2 separate regions of the Arachis hypogaea genome follow, and region 1 is linked to region 2. Evidence: chromatin contacts called from public Hi-C data. All regions are on one chromosome and are shown on one strand. Each heading gives the region's core, a stretch centred on a gene start, on an enhancer-like site or on the middle of the called end of the contact. The rest is flanking DNA. Distances are from core to core; before and after follow the strand shown. Region 1 holds the start of LOC112790865 (BTB/POZ domain-containing protein At1g63850). Region 2 holds the start of LOC112790862.

Region 1 (4,207 bases), core at 1,108-3,607, 150 kb after region 2:
GCAGCCTTCAAAAAGTGGTGATGAAGTAATTGCATACAATCATCACATGCCAAGTACAATGACTCTTTCCGTAGGTCATTCTGGGACGAATTCTCACGAAGCATCTTTGACACCAGGCCTTTCATTTCACGCCTGGCCTTCTCATCTTTGCCTTCAAGAACCACACGAATAAGCTTCAGAAGAACTTCCTCGTTATCACCCCCCTCTTCATTGCCATTTGCCACTTCAGTCGAAACCCTCTTCAAAACATCCCCGGCTCCAACAGATTCAAGACGAAGCTCAGACAAGAGGGAGGCAACCTTCTCCTCTTCATCCTCTGCCCATGGTGCCGCTTCCAAATACTCCAAAGAAGACAAAACCCCAGCATCAAATCCAATTGCAGCCGAAACCTAAGATACCACAATAGCAAGCAACTCATGACTCACACAACCCACCTAGGAGCAGCCCCCATTGAAAAAAACAAAGCAGCAAAGAAGAAAATGAAATGGTTTGAAGTGCTTAACCTAAAAGTTCACATCACGTCATCAAATTCAATTTCATATTCTACCTAATCCTACAGTTGATGTTATACACAACAAAAAAACAAAGCATAAAAGAAGAAATCCCATTTTGAGAAAGGCATTACCTTCAAGATACCCAAAACCTTGGAGACATCCTCCTTCATGAGCCTCTTCCTGATATCATTGCAGTACATAAGGCTCAAGGTCTCAATGTAAACCTCAACGTCGTCGCAGTCAGCGATCTCGACCAAGTAGGGCGTAGTTGGCCTAGGGTTCTGCTTGGTCCACCTGTCAGAGAGCTTGACGGCGAAGAACCTGCTGTGGGCAACAAGAATTTGGCGATGAACGTTCATGGAGACACTAAAGCCATCCTTGGAGGTGAGAGTGAGCTTGATGTCACTGGAAACGGCGTCGTTGAACTGGTTGCCGGGGCTGCGAGACCCCAAGAGCTCCGAAATCCGCTGCATCATTAGGGTTTGCCTGTCGAGAACGGGAACATGGGCTTTAGGGGGTTGGATCTGAGACTGAGAGTGAGGCCTGTGGTGGCTCGCAGTGTCGGGCTCGCTGGCCATCATCTCGAAGAGTGTGGGGCTGGATCGGGTCTTGTCGGGCGGAGGGGACATTGGGTTCAGGAGGCCCGCCGTCAGTGCGGAGTTGAATTTCGTGAAGCTGGAAGGGAAGGGGTCCGAGTGCCCGTTGCTGCCCGTTGGGGATGCCTGGATGAAGTCCATGATTGGGGAGCACCGCCCCGGCGAGAACCGAATCCTGTAGTCGGAGGATGGACTGGGAGAGGGAGTGTCCTGGGCCTGGGCCTGGGCCTGGGCAGAGGTGGAGATGGTGGTTTCTCGGCACTTGCGACGTTTGGGTTTGATGGGTTGGTTTTGTAATTTGAGGAGAGATGTTGTTGTTGCTGCTGCACTTGTTGTTGTTGTTGTTGTCGCTGCCATCTAATGCCTTTGAGGAGGATCTTGTCCTTTTGCTTAGGGCATTGGCATCAGAGCTGCTCAGACACACCACACAAGAGTGAGAGAATGAGACTCATAAATGGCGGTGGACACGAGGAGTGTCTCGTATGACTCAGATAAATCAATTCTAAAATTACCTACAACAAACAATTAACTGTATTCCTTTTATATTTTATATGGTTGATGACCGTAAAGTACACTCTCTAGAATACTATACATTGATGTAGTTTGTACGTACATGAAATGCAATCCGATTGATTTTGGGGCTGGGGGATGAATGGATTGGGTTACAGATAAACTCACATGCCCAACTAACAAATAACAACCATATGTATTCAATAAAGACTCTCATTAATTAATGGATAAACGCCTGGGTATCACTTTTAATCTTCGGATGCTGCCTTTACAAATTACAGCAACGGAACTAGTAGATAGATCCCAATGCTTATACTACATGATTATTAGCACCTTTACTCGATGGACTGTACTAAGTAAACGTGAGTATTAGTAATCATGATGTGATGTCCAGTGTTTAATAAGTAATAACACCTAATAATTTTTTTTATTATTCCTGCGGTCAGCTTTTCTTCCCGTAAAAGAAAATACAGCAAGTTAAAAAAGCTTTGTCTTTCATCATCACATCACCATCATTCTAATTCCGCATATAATTTCTCTTCTTTTCAAGCCACCTTCAACATACCTGTTATGGTCCTTCCTTCACATAATAACAAGTTAACAACTCACGAAATAATTAATCCGAGATAATATGTGTCCAATATTATGATTGAGATTGGATTTGTGTGATGCACCGCAAAAATGGGAATGTGTATAATGTCATGAATATCAATTGGTACTGCTTACCACTTTAATCTTGCTGTCGATGGTGTCTATCCAAATTGGAGATGTAACAAACACCATGACCATTTATGTATGACTAATTAATGATATCACGGCTTGAAATGTCGCTATCCCACTCTTGCTTTATTTACCATCTCTTTAAGGCAAAAATGCTTTGCTTTGCTTATGATGTGTGTGTCCATGCATGATGCCATCCATGTGTGAGAATGTCCTATTCTTTATCTCATTGGGGAAGCAAACTAACAAGTAACAAATTCAAAATCCAACTTTACTAGAAGAAGGCTTTCTTCTTCTATGGACCACAGCATATGTGGGTGTGGGTCCCTAAGCACAGAACACATACATAAGACAGCTACTCTTTCATCTCCATTTTAAAAACTCTCGTCACAATAATATAAAAATGGGCCCTTACCCACAATGGTAATCACATCAGCCCAATAATTGTATTTTTTGTCCGCATTTTTACATATGGGCAGACCAGAAACAGAGCGCGGTATAATCTGAGGGGAAAAGAAAAACTGAGCTAAAAATATCCATGCTTTTGTTCTTTTATATATTTTTTTTATTTGATAAAAATATACGTACTGCTATTGTATTTTTCATGAATTAGAATTTTAATTTACCCCTTTTCTTGCCTGTTGACAATCACCAAAAGTATATATGAAACTAAATTAAATAAATATCATGTCACAATAATGAAAAATACTAGCAGATACACGATAAAACATGCATCGCAGCTATTTTATTTACCACAAATTACATTTAAAACTGGTAGCTACGAAAAAGAATTAACTTTTGAAAAAGAATCTTAGGGGCTTACATGTTAAAAATTAAATTCTACTATTTTTTTTCTTTTGTCATATAACAGTTACACACATTCTATTAATGGTTCATCTACGATTTTTAGTGAGATTTGAACCACGATACAGCATTTTAAGAGGCATGATTATGGATCACTAAGTTAAGCCTCAGCTGTAAATTCTACTATTTTAGTTTCTTTAAAATTTTGCATTTTTGTTTGGGTTGTCGGCCTTAAGTTTTTTTCTTCCAAGTAAGGCCCATCTACCGAACTCATCACTTTTATGGATTATTATTTTAAATAGTTGTTAATCGCGACAAAAAAAAAGGGTTGTAGTTGATGGCTATCACTGTAAGTAGAAATTAATTCACTTGCAGTTATTATTTAGTTTGAAAAAAATCGATTTATTTATACAAATAGTTTAATTAAAAAAATTAATTTAAATTAGACCAAACAATTATTTTTATTTTTTTTTTCGTTACGCTCCTGAAATTCGATCTCTTCTAATTTTTCATAACTAATATAAAAGCTAGGGTAAAAAAAATAAGTCATGGAGAGAAAGAAATTACATGAATCAACCAAAACGAAATTTGATTCACGAATCAATCAATGCACAAATATATGTAGTTCGAATCAAACCGTTTCGAATTTGGATTGGATGTAATTCGAATTGAGCTACTTCGAATTACATGTAAAGTTGAAACACACATAATTTGAATTGAGTCAATTCGAATTACTATGAAACCTGAACAAAGCATAATTCGAATTGAGTTGGTTCTAATTACTCCTATGTAATTCGAATGATGTTGATTCGAATTACACATTGTACAATAAGATACTAGAAAAAATATTATATAACATAAAAAAATATACTAAAAGAAGTATAAAATAAGATTATACTAAATTAATTTTAGTATAAAATTTTTATATATTATTAAAATTTAACTTCTATTAGTACATTGAATTAAAAATAACATATAAAAATGTACTTGTATTTATTAAATTTTAGTAATATATAAAAATTTAATGACTTTTTAAATATTCTTTTTATAATAGGAGTACATTTTTATATACTTTAAATACTT
Region 2 (3,835 bases), core at 963-3,462:
AATTCATAATAACTAAATTTAAAATAAAATAATATTTTTTAAAAATTAAATACTAAATAGAATAAAAATATTTTTATATGAAAACCAATCAATTATCTACATATTATTATGGTTAATAGATTCAATAATGCTAACTGACCAACAAAATATAATATTTTTGACAAATATTTTACTAATTTTAAATATTAAAGACTAAATTCTAAATCTTAATAAATATTTTTAGAAAATATTTTATTTTTAATAATTTATAAAAAATATTTATAATTATTTTTTTTTATTTATGATTGAATATACTCTTTATTGAATTTATTATGGATATTATTAGATGTACTCTTTATTGTACTCTTTATATATGCTTGGATCATATATAAATAGACGTAAATTAATTCGATCTACTATGGTCCAAAATTAATTCGAAGCAGACTCATTCGAATTACTAGGGACGACCTAGCGTGCATAATTCGAATCACCCTGGTTCGAACTACCATAAGACTATATGCAAGCATAATTCAAATTGGACAAATTTCAATTACAAGCATTACTACTAATTCGAATAGGACTAATTCAAAGTAGTGTTTGTTTGTCTAATTCAAATGAGACTGATTCGAATTACATAAAAATATGCTTTTGGGAGATCCTGGTAATGTTTTTCAATCTGGTAGAATTGTGTAATTTAGTCCTCCATTTGATTTAATTGTGAATTTTACCCAATATATAAGGTGCCTATAATAACAATGATCAGATATATAAAGTATACAACAAAAATCTATGTGGCAATTAAATGTGTTCATATGATATATATAATTATTAGCGCTATATACATCGAAGAGACATTTGGCTTGGTGGTAACATGACATTGTTAAAGCTTTTCTTTCCTCCAGGTTCCAAGTTCGAGCCCTACCTTCTTCGTTTGTGGAAGGCTTTGCAAAGTTGATATTCTACAGTGATCCACACGTTGTGGGTCTAATGGTGGAAGCGCGGGTTTAACGATTGAGTCAGTTGGACCACCGGACGGTCCGGTCCGATTCTAATAACTATATGTTGTTTTCGTTTATTTGTTATTTAGCGGCGGTTGCAAACCACCGCAAAATTGACAGATGTTTAGCGGCGGTTATTCCAGCGGTTGACTAAAACCGCCGCTATCCGTTTTGCCGCGCCCTATCTTCCGGCGTTTCATAAAACCGCCGCGAAATGTTTCGCGGCGGTTCAAAACCGCCGCTAAACGGCTCCAGGAACCGCCGCTAAATGGCGTTTTTGTTGTAGTGCGTGGTAGCTTCCCACGGATTATATAGAAAGGTGAAAATGCACATGTACGTAACCTTTTTCTGTTTTGTGTATTTGTGTAAAATTTTTACCAAGTTTATTTATTTGGGTAAATTGCCCTTCCATTTATGGTTGATTTGATCTAATCTCATAAACTTATCATGTTAGTTAGTATACCAATTAAAATTACTATGTGTGTATTATGATGTTACTTAACGTGTCATATCAATAAATTTTGACGTCATTAGCAATAAAAGTGATAAAAAGATTAACATGACTAACTTAAAATTTTTAAAGGACAAATTTGATTAAAAAATATTTCAAGAACCAATTTAAAAAATAAATAATCTTTCATGGACTAATTTAACAATTTGCTCAAACTAAAAATACTTAAAAACTATAGAAATTTATATTTTTAACCATAAAAGGATAAACGTCCTAATACAATATTATATGGACATCAACTATTATTATTTTAGATTAATAATAATTTATATTTATATTTATAAAAATTTATACACATAAAATATATAATTTATATTTAATAAAATTTATTTATTAAAAATAATTTAATATTTGTATTGGTTAAGTATTGGCTAAAATTTATAAAATGTCCTAGCCTCAAAACTTTCTGTAACTAAATCTCCTAATCTTGTTGGACTTGCAATTAAAAAAGTCATCTTGCTTTGACTCCGTTGAACCCGATTCAACTGCAGTGGCCATTTCTGTCAATTACATTTGAAAAATGAAGTTACGAGGTTAAATTCTAGCCGGTATTGAACATAGACAATCCAAACCGTTGGGTATGTTTTATTGGTAATTAGTAATAATATACTAAGCCTATCAAAAAGGTAATAGTATACTAAGTACATTAAAATGAATACTTTGGTTCAATAGGTCCTAAGTTAGTAAGTTTCATAAATATGATTTATGATAGGAGGTAGAATGAATATCGTTTCAGACACTCATGCGGCATCCTCCACAGAATAAATCAGGAATGCGATCGTGTAATTACTAATTACCACCACAGCATTCCTAGTTTACAGTCGTTGAATCTGCTTAGTGTCGTGTTGGGCCCCCACACAAATCCAACATCAAAACATTGGAATTCTCCTTCTCTGGCACTCGTGTTCCACTTGCACGCGCTCTTAGTCTCCCACTTTGCAATTTTGCATCTCATCTTATTAACTAATAATGACATTTAATTTAGGCGTGGAACGAGCTAGCTAGCTCCATTAGGAACCCGGGAGGAGAGATTGCAATATGCATGCTTCTCTCCTCTTTCATTCAAACACCTGTCCCCTGATTATCTTCTTCCCCCTTTACTCTTTTATTTTTTGTTCAATCACATTCAATCTTAAAATTGCATTGGTCATCCCCTAATCCAGAACTAGAACTCCACTTTCCCTTTGCTAACTCAATTTAAGAATGAAAGATCCGGACAAGATAATTTGGGAACACGCTAGGAGTCCCAAATCCGGCACCCCTCTAGGTGGCGCCGCCGCCTCACAGCACAGAACATTGCCCAAGCTTCTGGTTCTGCTTATCCTCTTCGTTTCAGTCACCTACGTCGTCTACACACTCAAGCTCCTCACCACCTCACGTGACTGTCACGAGCCCCCATTTTCCACCCACACCCACATCCTCTCAGGAATAGGACTAACCGCAATCCCCACCATCAATGCCACCGCCTCCACCCTCAGGCTCTTGAACCGCACTTCCGCCGTCACTCGCCGCGAATCTCGGGAAACCGCCACCGACCAGACACAGCTCCGCCACGTTGTCTTCGGGATCGCGGCCTCGTCGAAGCTCTGGGAGAAGAGGAAGAACTACATCAAGCTATGGTACAAGGCGAACGAGATGCGCGGCGTGGTGTGGCTGGACAACAAGGTTAGCTCCGGCGGGATGGGAGAGGGGCTGCCGCCGGTGAGAATCTCGGGCGACACTTCGAAGTTCTCGTACACGAACAAGCAGGGACACCGTTCGGCGATCAGGATCTCGCGGATCGTGTCGGAGACGCTGGCGCTGGGAATGGAGAACGTGCGGTGGTTCGTGATGGGCGACGACGACACTGTTTTCGTGACGGAGAATCTAATTAGGGTTCTGAGGAAGTACGATCACAACCAGTTCTACTACATTGGGAGCTTATCGGAGAGCCACCTTCAGAACATATACTTCTCTTACGGCATGGCCTACGGCGGCGGAGGGTTCGCCATCAGCTACCCTCTGGCCAAGGCCCTCCAGACAATGCAGGACCGCTGCATTCAGAGGTACCCTGGTTTGTACGGCTCCGATGACCGGATGCAGGCTTGCATGGCTGAACTCGGTGTTCCACTCACCAAGGAGGCCGGGTTTCACCAGGTGAGTTCACTCGCTAGCTTCTTTCCGTGTTTTCGTTTTATTATTTTATTATTATATTATAATTATTGTTAAATTTGAGAGTCTTATCGTTTTCACTGTGATAATATGATACGTGGTTTCCTGTCTCTGTTTTGCTTCTATTTACCACGGGATGGGATTTGCTCATTTGCATGAGTTTGTCGGCATTATTTTGGTTTGGTGGGAGTGGGAC

What was found. A called contact is a pair of places that touch in the nucleus more often than the background predicts.
Region 1: a Hi-C map of leaf shows a contact between it and region 2, with 3 times the contacts expected there. The contact joins the promoter of LOC112790865 here to the promoter of LOC112790862 in region 2. A contact is called at or near these places in 3 of 8 Hi-C or Micro-C datasets (all in leaf).

Annotation. Positions count from the first base shown.
Region 1 is chr3:108,353,080-108,357,286 of arahy.Tifrunner.gnm2.J5K5, forward strand. LOC112790865 (BTB/POZ domain-containing protein At1g63850) reads right to left here and starts at 2,358. Exons shown (of 3, transcript XM_025833463.3): 1 at 626-2,358; 2 at 1-389. The coding sequence starts at 1,447.
Region 2 is chr3:108,207,455-108,211,289 of arahy.Tifrunner.gnm2.J5K5, forward strand. It overlaps LOC112790862, which reads left to right and starts at 2,213. Exons shown (of 3, transcript XM_025833459.3): 1 at 2,213-3,624. The coding sequence starts at 2,692.